Linked DNA regions of Mus musculus: region 1 is linked to region 2. The links are chromatin contacts, called in public HiChIP or PLAC-seq maps. All regions are on one chromosome and are shown on one strand. The core of a region is the stretch at or near the end of the contact, and the rest is flanking DNA. Distances in the headings are between cores, read along the strand shown.

Evidence for each region. HiChIP or PLAC-seq counts read pairs in DNA pulled down with a chosen protein or histone mark.
Region 1: an H3K27ac HiChIP or PLAC-seq map of epiblast stem cells shows a contact between it and region 2, with 6 times the contacts expected there. The contact joins the enhancer-like site here to the promoter of Herc3 in region 2. A contact is called at or near these places in 3 of 39 promoter capture datasets (embryonic stem cells, hippocampal neurons and macrophages), 1 of 15 datasets of contacts at CTCF or cohesin (large pre-B cells), 2 of 484 Hi-C or Micro-C datasets (cerebral cortex and embryonic stem cells), 13 of 115 datasets of contacts at active chromatin or transcription factors (bone marrow-derived macrophages, embryonic forebrain, embryonic limb bud and 10 more) and 4 of 9 other capture datasets (adipose tissue, embryonic stem cells, liver and 1 more).

The regions. Positions count from the first base shown.
Region 1 is chr6:59,165,856-59,170,478 of GRCm38.p6, forward strand. No RefSeq gene overlaps it. Among named protein-coding and RNA genes, the nearest start is that of Tigd2, 41 kb to the right of the region's middle. Within about 2 kb of position 3,231, at least 7 of the 459 cell types and tissues checked have an H3K27ac peak or open chromatin away from gene starts, as enhancers often do. A contact at or near this core is called in epiblast stem cells, where this site is marked.
Region 2 is chr6:58,828,783-58,834,191 of GRCm38.p6, forward strand. Herc3 (hect domain and RLD 3) reads left to right here and starts at 2,683. Exons shown (of 26, transcript NM_001361966.1): 1 at 2,683-3,150; 2 at 3,620-3,754.

The DNA of each region.
Region 1 (4,623 bases), core at 1,981-4,480, 340 kb after region 2:
TCTCCCTACCTATTCAATATAGTATTTGAAGTCCTAGCCAGAGGAATTAGACATCAAAAGGAGATCAAGGGGATACAAATTGGAAAGGAAGAAGTCAAAAAATCACTATTTGCAGATTATATGATAGTACATATAAGTGATCCTAAAAATTCCACCAGAGAACTTCTAAATCAGATAAACAGCTTCAGTGAAGTAGCTGGATATAAAATTAACTTAAACAAATCAGTGGCATTTCTTTACACAAAGGATAAACAGGCTGAGAAAAAATTAGGGAAACAACATCCTTCACAATAGTCACGAATAATATAAAATACTTTGGTGTGACTCTAACTAAGGAAGTGAAAGATCTGTATGATAAGAACTTCAAGTCTCTTAAGAAAGAAATCAAAGAAGGTCTCAGAAGATGGAACAATCTCCCATGCTCATGGATTGGCAGGATTAATATAATAAATGTGGCTATCCTGCAGAAAGCAGTCTACAGATTCAAGGCAATCTCAATCAAAATTCCAACTCAAATCTTCACTGGTAAGTGGATATTAGCCCAGAAGCTTAGGATACCCAAGATATAGTTTTTACTATCAAAGGCTTTTTGTTGTTCCAGATGATGTCAAAAATTCAGGTGACAGCAGATGCTGGCAAGGATGTGGAGAAAGAGGAACACTCTTCTATTGTTGATGGGATTGCAAGCTCGTACAACCACTCTGGAAATGAGTCTGGCAGTTCCTCAGAAAACTGGACGTAGTACTACCGGAGGATCCCACAATACCTCTCCTGGGCATATATCCAAAAGATGCTCCAACTGGTAAGAAAGACATATGTTCCACTATGTTCTTAGCAGCCTTATTTATAATAGCCAGAAGCTGGAAAGAACCCAGATGCCCCTCAACCGAGGAATGGATACAGAAAATGTGGTACATTTACACAATGGAGTACTACTCAGCTATTAAAAACAATGAATTCATGAAATTCTTAGGCAAATACATCGATCTGGACGATATCATCCTGAGTGAGGTAACCCAATCACAAAAAAACTCACATGATATGCACTCACTGATAAGTGGATATTAGCCCAGAAACTTAGAATACCCAAGATACAAATTGCAAAACATGAAACTCAAGAAGAAGGAAGACCAAAGTGTGGATACTTTGGTCCTTCTTAGAATGGGGAACAGAATACCCATCGAAGGAACTACAGAGACAAAGTTCGGAGCTGAGACAGAATGAAGGACCATGCAGATACGGTCCCATCCAGGGATCCATCGCATAAACAACCATCAAATTCAGACACTATTGCATATGCCAGTAATATTTTGCTGACAGGACCCTGATATAGCTGTCTCTTGTGAGGTTATGCCAGTGCCTGGCAAATACAGAAGTGGATGCTCACAGTTATCTATTGGATGGAACACAGGGCTCCCAATGGAGGAGTTAAAGAAAGTACCCAAGGAGCTGAAGAGGTCTTCATCCCTATAGGAGGAACAACAATATGAACTAACCAGTACCCCCCATAGCTTGTGTCTCTTTTTGCATATGTAGCAGAGGATGGCCTAGTAGGCCATTAATGGGAGAAGATTCCCTTGGTCTTGAGAAGATTATATGCCCCAGTACAGTGGAATGTCAAGGCCAGGAAGCAGAAGTGGGTGGGTTGGGGAGTAGGGCAGGAGAGTTTATAGGAGACTTTCAGGATAGCATTTGAAATGTAAATGAACAAAATATCTAAAAAAAAATGATGAAACAAGCTCTTTCAAACTTTTTGGGACTAATTTTGAATCAGATACTAATTATAAATAACAGTCACATGCTACATTTTATGCCATGGATTTTGACATAACCTGATATAATTCTAATGCTAATTGCTTATAATACAGGTCCTTAGGACCATGACTTGAATGCTTCCTGGGTTTTTATATATTCTCTCTGCGTCCAGCATCTTCTTGTCAAACATTTTACACAACACCTCCTAACACGTTCTTTTATATGACTTCCTTTAAAGTATTAATTAGTCATTTATATAATCACAGCCAAATGTGATATATGATAGTAAGACTTTATATCATCTGGCTTCAACCTACCTTTTAATTTTCTTGTTTGCCAATCTACATCTATGGTTGTTCTGTTAGACCTTTCTGTGGATTTGCATCTGTCCTTTCCTCATCTAGAATTCCTTCCTCTTCATCCATATTGATTACATTTTTCTCCTCTCTCACTATCTGCTGGTATTTGCTAAGAACCAGAGTCTAGGCTGGCTCTTTCCTCTTCTTTTTGTTTATCACTGATTGTATATGTTCTTACCATTCATTCAAATCATTGTAGAATATAGTATATGCATAAAATATGTATTTTATGCATTCTACATCCTTAAATGTATACACCTTAAATTTGAGATGTTTAATCTTTGTATGTATTTAGTAGATACTAAACATATTGACAGACTGATCACATTGTAGTCATCAAATAACAACATTCAGACAGAAATTATAAGACAGAAATAATTATATCCCTGTTACTCTATGGAACGAGCCTGGCTGGTTCTAGAAACAATGACGATGATGTCTCCAGAATAACCCCTGATGGTCTTTTCTATGTAGTATCCAAACAAACTATAAACAAACATACTCATTTTAGAGGCATGTGGGGCTTTACAACAGGACCCAGATAGCAGGAATGTGATATTAGCTTAAGATAATACAGGTATGTTCCAAGTAGAGAGCCTTTTGTCCTGACCAAATATATTCCCATTGGGATTGCTACTACCCAGACTATGCTTCTGATAGTAAATCCCCCAGTAATCTACACTTGATCAATCCTGGGGTTGCCTCATTTCTTCAGTCTCTTGACACACTGGAACCAAGTTGTTCTCTCACAGTTACAGAAGCGTTTTCAGTAAGAAATAATCAAATAAAAGGTTTTGCTGGTATTCCTATATCAAATGAGTCCTCCCTGCATTATTTGCATTGCTTAGAACTCATGCCTATTTCCAAAACATACTTGGGTGATAAGCATAGAAAGTAACATGTCACTACCTTAGCAAAAGCTGAGACATTACACTGGAAACCTCAATTGAGGTATATACTAATTGTTGTAGTCAGAGATGACCTTGACATGTCATGAGAAAGTGATGAAGAATATCATTTTGTCTCTGTAAAATATGAATTATCTAAACCAGGCCTGTATCCTCCCTGAGCCTGAAGCAGGCTGATGCAGACCTTGTTGCCATTGAAGTGAGACCACCTGGGGTGGATCCTTCCGACTTAGATGGCTCTATTGTTCTGCCACCTGTTGCTGCTCTTCTCCAAGATCCTGCTGCCTGCTGAGACACCTTTGAGACAATCCAAGTTAGGCTGGGTCCAGGTGCCTGGATGGACTTGGTGGTGGTGGTGGGGGATGGGTTTACCCCCTATACCCCCTATATAAGCTTAGACTCTAAGTAAACTTTAAGGTGCCTTGAACAGAGTACTTTTGTCTTGGCGTCTTTATTTCTGTCCCAGTCTAGTCTCTTTCAGCCCCAGCGTGCCTTTCAGGAGTACCCGGTTCATTTAGGCTGCAGGAGGCTTACAGTTACACAGGCCTTTCATACAAAACAAATGTTTTTACAGAAGTCAACAAACATAAATACCTGGTATGTGAGAGTACTGGTTTGCTAATTAAAAGCACTATGGTCTCAAAACTTTAAGAATAATCAAATCCCTTATCATTAATTTATAATAAGAAAAAAAGGAATCTGGCTGGCTATGATGCTCTATACCTATAGCCCTGTGCATCATAGGAAGGCAGGGAACTAGAGTTAGAAGCCAGTTGGGCTACACAGAGACATTCTGTCTCAAAAGAAAAAGAAAATAAATCTGATAGATGCCAAGGATTGTTGTTGATCCTTAAAATGGAAAGTCACAGGGTGCTCACAGGCTGTGCCTAGATTCTTCTCAACAGTAGTTTTGATTTAGCTTAAATGTGTGAAGAAACACTTGAAACTCCTGAATCACATTCTGCAAAGCATGGGAGAGAGCAACTTGGGGCACAATCAAGCAGCAAACTCTGTACTCTTCTATCATCTTTACAAGGCTGTATTTCAAGGGCTTATGGAAACACTTAAGAAAATGAAATATGATATTGAAGTGAAATATAGTATCAAGAAAGCCATATCACCTGTTATCATGAGAACTGATTTATAAAGCAAGGGAGTCTTTAAGGAAATTATACCAGTCAACTGTGGGACAATGAGCAGTGCACAGATAGCCTGTTCAGTCATAGGCCTTAAACCCCAGTGATTCCATGGGCTGTGACCTCTGCTGGCATGGATGTTTGGCCATGCCCCCTGGGACCCTAACTCCTGCCGCAGCTACAGCCTCCTACAGTCCCCCTCCCTCTGCAGAGAGGTATGTGGCCATCAGTCACATAGGAGTAGCACCAAACCCTCACACATGCATAGTCATACTATACACACACACACACACACACACACACACACACACACACACACACACACACACACACACTGTGTTTGCTCTGTGATTATTCTGTTGGTGAAGAAGTTCATGATATTCCCCAAAGTGCTGACACTGGAAAGCTGGGGGGATGGCTTGGTGGGTAAAATGCCCTCCACACAAATATGAGGAAATGATTTAG
Region 2 (5,409 bases), core at 1,433-3,932:
GCCTTTTAAACCATGAGTCACAACCCCATGTGGAATCACATCACTGAATGTAAGGGTCACAAAAAATGTGTTAATTCTTGAATATGCCGTGACCAAATATTAAGTCAAAAGCACTCCCTGCCCCTAATTGCAGTTTTATATTTCATTGAAGTTTTGGTTTTGAACACACAGTAGCATGCTTTGCATTACAGAAATTGTTAAACCACTGAGCATACTGTTGTGCCTAATGCATCATCCACCAACACTGCCTTGAATAGCTCAGCTCAGGTTTGGGACTTTTGTGTATTGAACTACAATTTTTTTCCTGCACATCCAGTTTTCTGCTCTTATAGGAAAATAATGGTTTAATTACAGAGAAGAAAGACTTGATATCCACTTATTGACATTCCTGAACGAGTTTATATTAAATTAGTGAGTCTCGGGTTGGATTGTGGTAGAATGTTTAATTTAAGAAATTGAATTTCTGACTTGAGTTTCAGTTAAAAAAAAAATCATCCAATAAATTTTGATCTGAGCTCAGAACAATTTCTCATCATTTAAAAAATGACCTTAAACATACTTCAGTCATTATATATCATTCATATATATATGTGTGTGTGTATATATATATATGTATATATATATATAATATATATATATATATATATATATATATATATGCACAAAATGGCTGAAGTACAAAGTCAAATGGCTTTCTCAGCATTGATGCTTATAGAATCAAAGTGTCTAATTCTGAAAAACATTGATGTTGTTATCTGTCCTGGAGTGACAGGTATTTGAACAAGATTTAATTCCTCATGTAAAATAAATGAGCAATCAATCTAACTAGTATGTTAATTTTCTGTCCTCTTTAATAAATGGTGAAACTGTATGATAACAAAGAATCATTTTAAAGTTAAAATTGCTTATGATTTCAATGCCTATTTTATATGTTTATATGTAAAAATTTGGGAGGCAAAGAGAGACTACAAGTGGAGAAAGTTTACGAAACCTTGTCTTAGTTACCCCAAAACAGAGATTCTACTTCCTCATCTTCTTGGTTTCAGAGGTGTTTCAGTTATCACTGAAGATCCCCATGATGCCAACATCTCTGCCATATCCTCAGGATGTACATCAGGGCACTGCCATATCCTCAGGATACATCAGGGCACTGCCATATCCTCAGTATACATCAGGGCACTTCCTTATTCCTCAGGATACATTGGGGCACTGCCACATCCTCAGGATATTCATCAGGGCACTGCCATATCCTCAGAATATTCATCAGGGCACTGCCTTATTCCTCAGGATACACCAGGACAGTGCCATATCCTTATGATACATTGAGGCACTGCCATAAGCCTCAAGATACATCAGGGCACTGTCTTATTCCTTGGGATACATCAGGGCACTGCCTTACCCTGAGGACATATCAGGGCACTGTTGTATTTCTCAGGATATACCAGTCTCCTGCCCTATCCTCAGAATCTATCAGTCCTTGAGATTTCTTTTCTATTGGTTAATATGTTAGGTTTTCAAAGCCTGAAGACCTGATGAGATCTGAATTATTCTGGATATGTCAGATTATGAAATTTCTTCTACTTAGAGTCATTTTCCTTTTAAAATTTAATTAAAATAAAAATATAGCACTACCACTCCTTAAGCATCTCTCATGTGCTCCCCTTCAAATGAATGGTCTCTTTTGTTATTGTTACATATGGATAAGTCAGGATGTACTGAGGAGTCCCTTTAAGAGGTGCTTGTTTGTACATATTCTCAGGATTGTATATGCTGATATGGGCTCATGCCTTCACCTTAAACTAGTTTTTGGAGAATTTTGTACATTCTTTTGGGTTAAAGCCCCCATGTTCAGCGTTTCAAATTCAAGGCAGGCAGATACATCAGTTTACTGTTACCATATAGTTTTCTTGAAGATTATTTGAAGATGAGAGGAGCCGTAGCTGAGAGCATTTTTGGCCTTGGGAGAAGAAGAAAGCTTGAATATCCTCTTACAGGCCTGGGAAAGTGGAGCTGAAACTTCTATCCACTCTTCCCCACCCCCAGACCCCCGTCCCCCACGGGAGTTTTAGACCAAAGGTGGGGCTTTATGGTTTTAGAATTGGTGATTCTCACACTTTCTGTTTTCTTCAGTGTGCTCTCCTCTCTAGTCAAGCCTGACTCTGCACCACTGCGGGCCCGCAGTTCTTGGCCCCTGAGTGACAGGGATTTGGAACTACCCTCTGCTCTGGCAGCCACCTTACAGCTCACCATGCCAGTCCCAGTTCCCCCTCTCACCTCTGCATGAATAATAAGAACCTGAATTCAGAACCAAAAGGAACCAACCAAGCAACCAAGCAAGCAAGCAACAAACCCAATCGACCAAAACCCCCACACCATTGGGCATCGCTCCTTTGCATCCTCGCTGGCGAAAAGCAATTTTATTCCAGCAAAGGTTACTCCTGCATTCTCCCATTTTGGGTCCAGGGTCTTGCCATCTGTCTACCACACCTGGTTGTGGGTCCCTCAACCTCCAGTCACCTCCCAGCCGCCGATCCCACCGCCTCCCTGTCACCTCCCTCGCCCTAGGTCCCGCCCCCTCCAGGTTTCTTTCCCCGCCGGGAGTCCCGCTACCTCCCCGCCCCCTCCCGGTCACCTCCCCGGCCCCTCCCGCCCCGACGTCGCCCCGCCTTCTCCGCACCCGCCGCGCCCCGCCCCGCTGCCGCCGCCACCATTGGCCAGGCGGGAAGTCGGTCTCCCAGCTCATTCTGCGCCCGCGGGAGTGCGGGGGAAACTTCATTATTACTGTGACGCTGAAGGCCGGGGAGGCCCGAGCTGCCTGAGGGCTGCGACCGCGGGGTCGGCGCTGCGGACCCGGGTGCAGGTGCGGGCGGGGCGGGGATCTCAGGGCACCGAGCCCGCCGCACCCGCGGAGGAGGGGGCTGGGCTGTCCGCAGCTCCCTGTCGCCGAGGCGCCTCCCGGCTCTGCTTAGCCGCTTAGCCGCGGGCGGCGGGTGACCTCCCTGCGTGAAGAGCATCGCGGCGCCGCGGCAGGGGAATTCGCGTTGCGGCTGGCCGCGGGCTCCTCCCACCCAGCTGGCGGGCGGGGCTCGGGGACCTGGTGTCTGGTGCAGACGCCGCTGCGGCCGAGCCGACGGCTGGACCCTGGAGCAGGTGTGTGGACTGAAGGGCTGGACCTGGGGAGACTCGCTCGTGCTGCTGCCGGGAGCGTGTGCAGCTCGGGGCCCCAGGGGAGGAATGCTTGAACTTTGCTGTTCCTGGCTGTTTTCTTTTAGAGTTCACACCTGCCCCACTAGGAAGTGCCTTAAATTTTACCTAAGGCGTCGAAGGTTTTACTGGGATTTGTCTCATCCGGGGTGCTTTGGGGGAGGACGATTCAAGTGATATCTTCCATTTTTTATGTGCCTTCTGTCTCTTTCCACAAATAGGAAGCTATTTCTAGAACCTTTCATTTGATAATTTGATAAAGTGAACTGATTTTTAGCTTTAGATTGGAAAGACAGGAAAGAGAAGTAAAAAGGATTAGCATTTTAAAATGCAGCCAGAGCGATGTGGTACTTTCAGAGGCAAATGACAGTGTCTCTTCTTCTTTTTTTTATTCCTTTCCACGGATATAAATCAGAAAAACAAAATCGGTGGCTTACTCCAGTTTTGACCCCATCTGAGAAGTTAAACTGCAGGAATCAAATTAGATGCAAAACTCCTTTGTCGTGAAAAATAGAAGCATGGTTCACTGTTAGCCAGTTGGACTTGTTCAGTAAGTAGTGGGGTTTCATTGTGTTAAAAAAAGAACCAGGAGTCCAAAAATGTTCTAAACTGTGTTGTAGAAGTCATTGGGTATTGCATTTCATGTTGCGGGACAAACTTGAATCTCTTAAGATCTGTATAACCACTTAAAACCGTCTGTGTAAGTAATGAAAGGAGCGCCCCAGCTGGAGACAAACAACCTTGCACCAGTTTCAGAAATAAAAGTGATAGTTTCCTAATTGAAAGGGATTCTCTTACGAAGGTAGAAATGATGTCTGAAACTCATTCAGGACCACAGACTATATAATGGCTCATACTAACATAGCTGCTCCGTGGGTGATCTTATCACATCTTAATGCTCCCCTTTGCTTTATTTGGGTGACTGGAGGTGCCTGTCTGTGACTTCTTGTGTTGCACTTAGAGGATATGGTAACAGGGAGAAACGAAAGTAGCAGTTGCGGTCAGGTAGCTAGCTAGCTAGCTGTGAAAGATACCTAGAGAAGTGAACAGCAAAATTGAATTATTTTTTTTTTCAATAATTTCTGTTCAATCTATCTATATAAGAGATTTGAAGGTAGTGAAAATTTACTACCCCTATTAAGTGGCAAGAATTTTATAAGGTTCTCTCTATGACTTTAGTCACAGTAAAGGTGACTAACTTGATCAAGGTTGGACTGAGGTTATCTTAACCAAACCCTTATCCTGATATACACTGAAGAACGTTCCATCTTGAATGGCTAAACACATTCTTCCTTTCAGAAGTTTACTCAGGCCTTTCTTCCCCTTTTTCTTTTTGGGGTGGAGTCATGCTATATGGTATAGACTGGCCTCTAAGTTAGGATAGCCCAAGCGTATGTTGAACTCTCAGTAATCCTCCTGCTCCAGCCTTATTAGCCCTGGGATTACAGGTGTGCACAATCATTCTAGGCTTATGTATTTTTAAGCACTTAGCAGAGTCCTGTTCGGAAGTCATTTCTTTTAACATGTAGATCCCGAAGCAGAGGTGGGACAGTCCAAATGCCTTAGTGTATGGTGAGGGGTGAGTTAACGTAAGGCCTCTGAGTCTTAGTTCCCCCCACCCTTACCCTCCACCCCCGGGTCTTGTAAATGGTGATAATATCTAATGCTCAGATCTGATAAGAGGATTAAACAAAGTTAAAAGCCCAGAGGGATATAGCTGCATGGTGAGGGACAGCAACATATCTTCATGCTTTCCCTTTGCTTTGAGGCAGTGCAGAGAAAAAGGTGAGTCCAAAAAGCAGGGGACCTAATTTCTGGGCTCTGCTTCAACAGCTTCTCCTTCCTCCTATTCTTTCCCCTTCCTCCTTCATTCTAAGAACTGGATATATTATATTTATGTAGCCGAGGCCGGCCTTGAACTCCGTGTGTAACTGGTGACCACCTTGAACTGATGCTCCTGACTTCACCCTCTTAAGTGCCGTCTTTCTCTGTAGCCACTTAACCATAGTTACTTGGTCCTGAAGCACTCAGCTGCCATTTCTGATGGATTTGCAAACCTGTTTCAGTAAGATGGCCCCTTTGACAATACTGTGCTCTTAAACATGTAAAACATTCAGAAATGACACATGCTGGTTCTAAGGGTGTGAGTCTCTGTGTAGGTGAGCTGGTTTTATCATTAGTCAAGGTTGTAGAGGACAGTCTGGT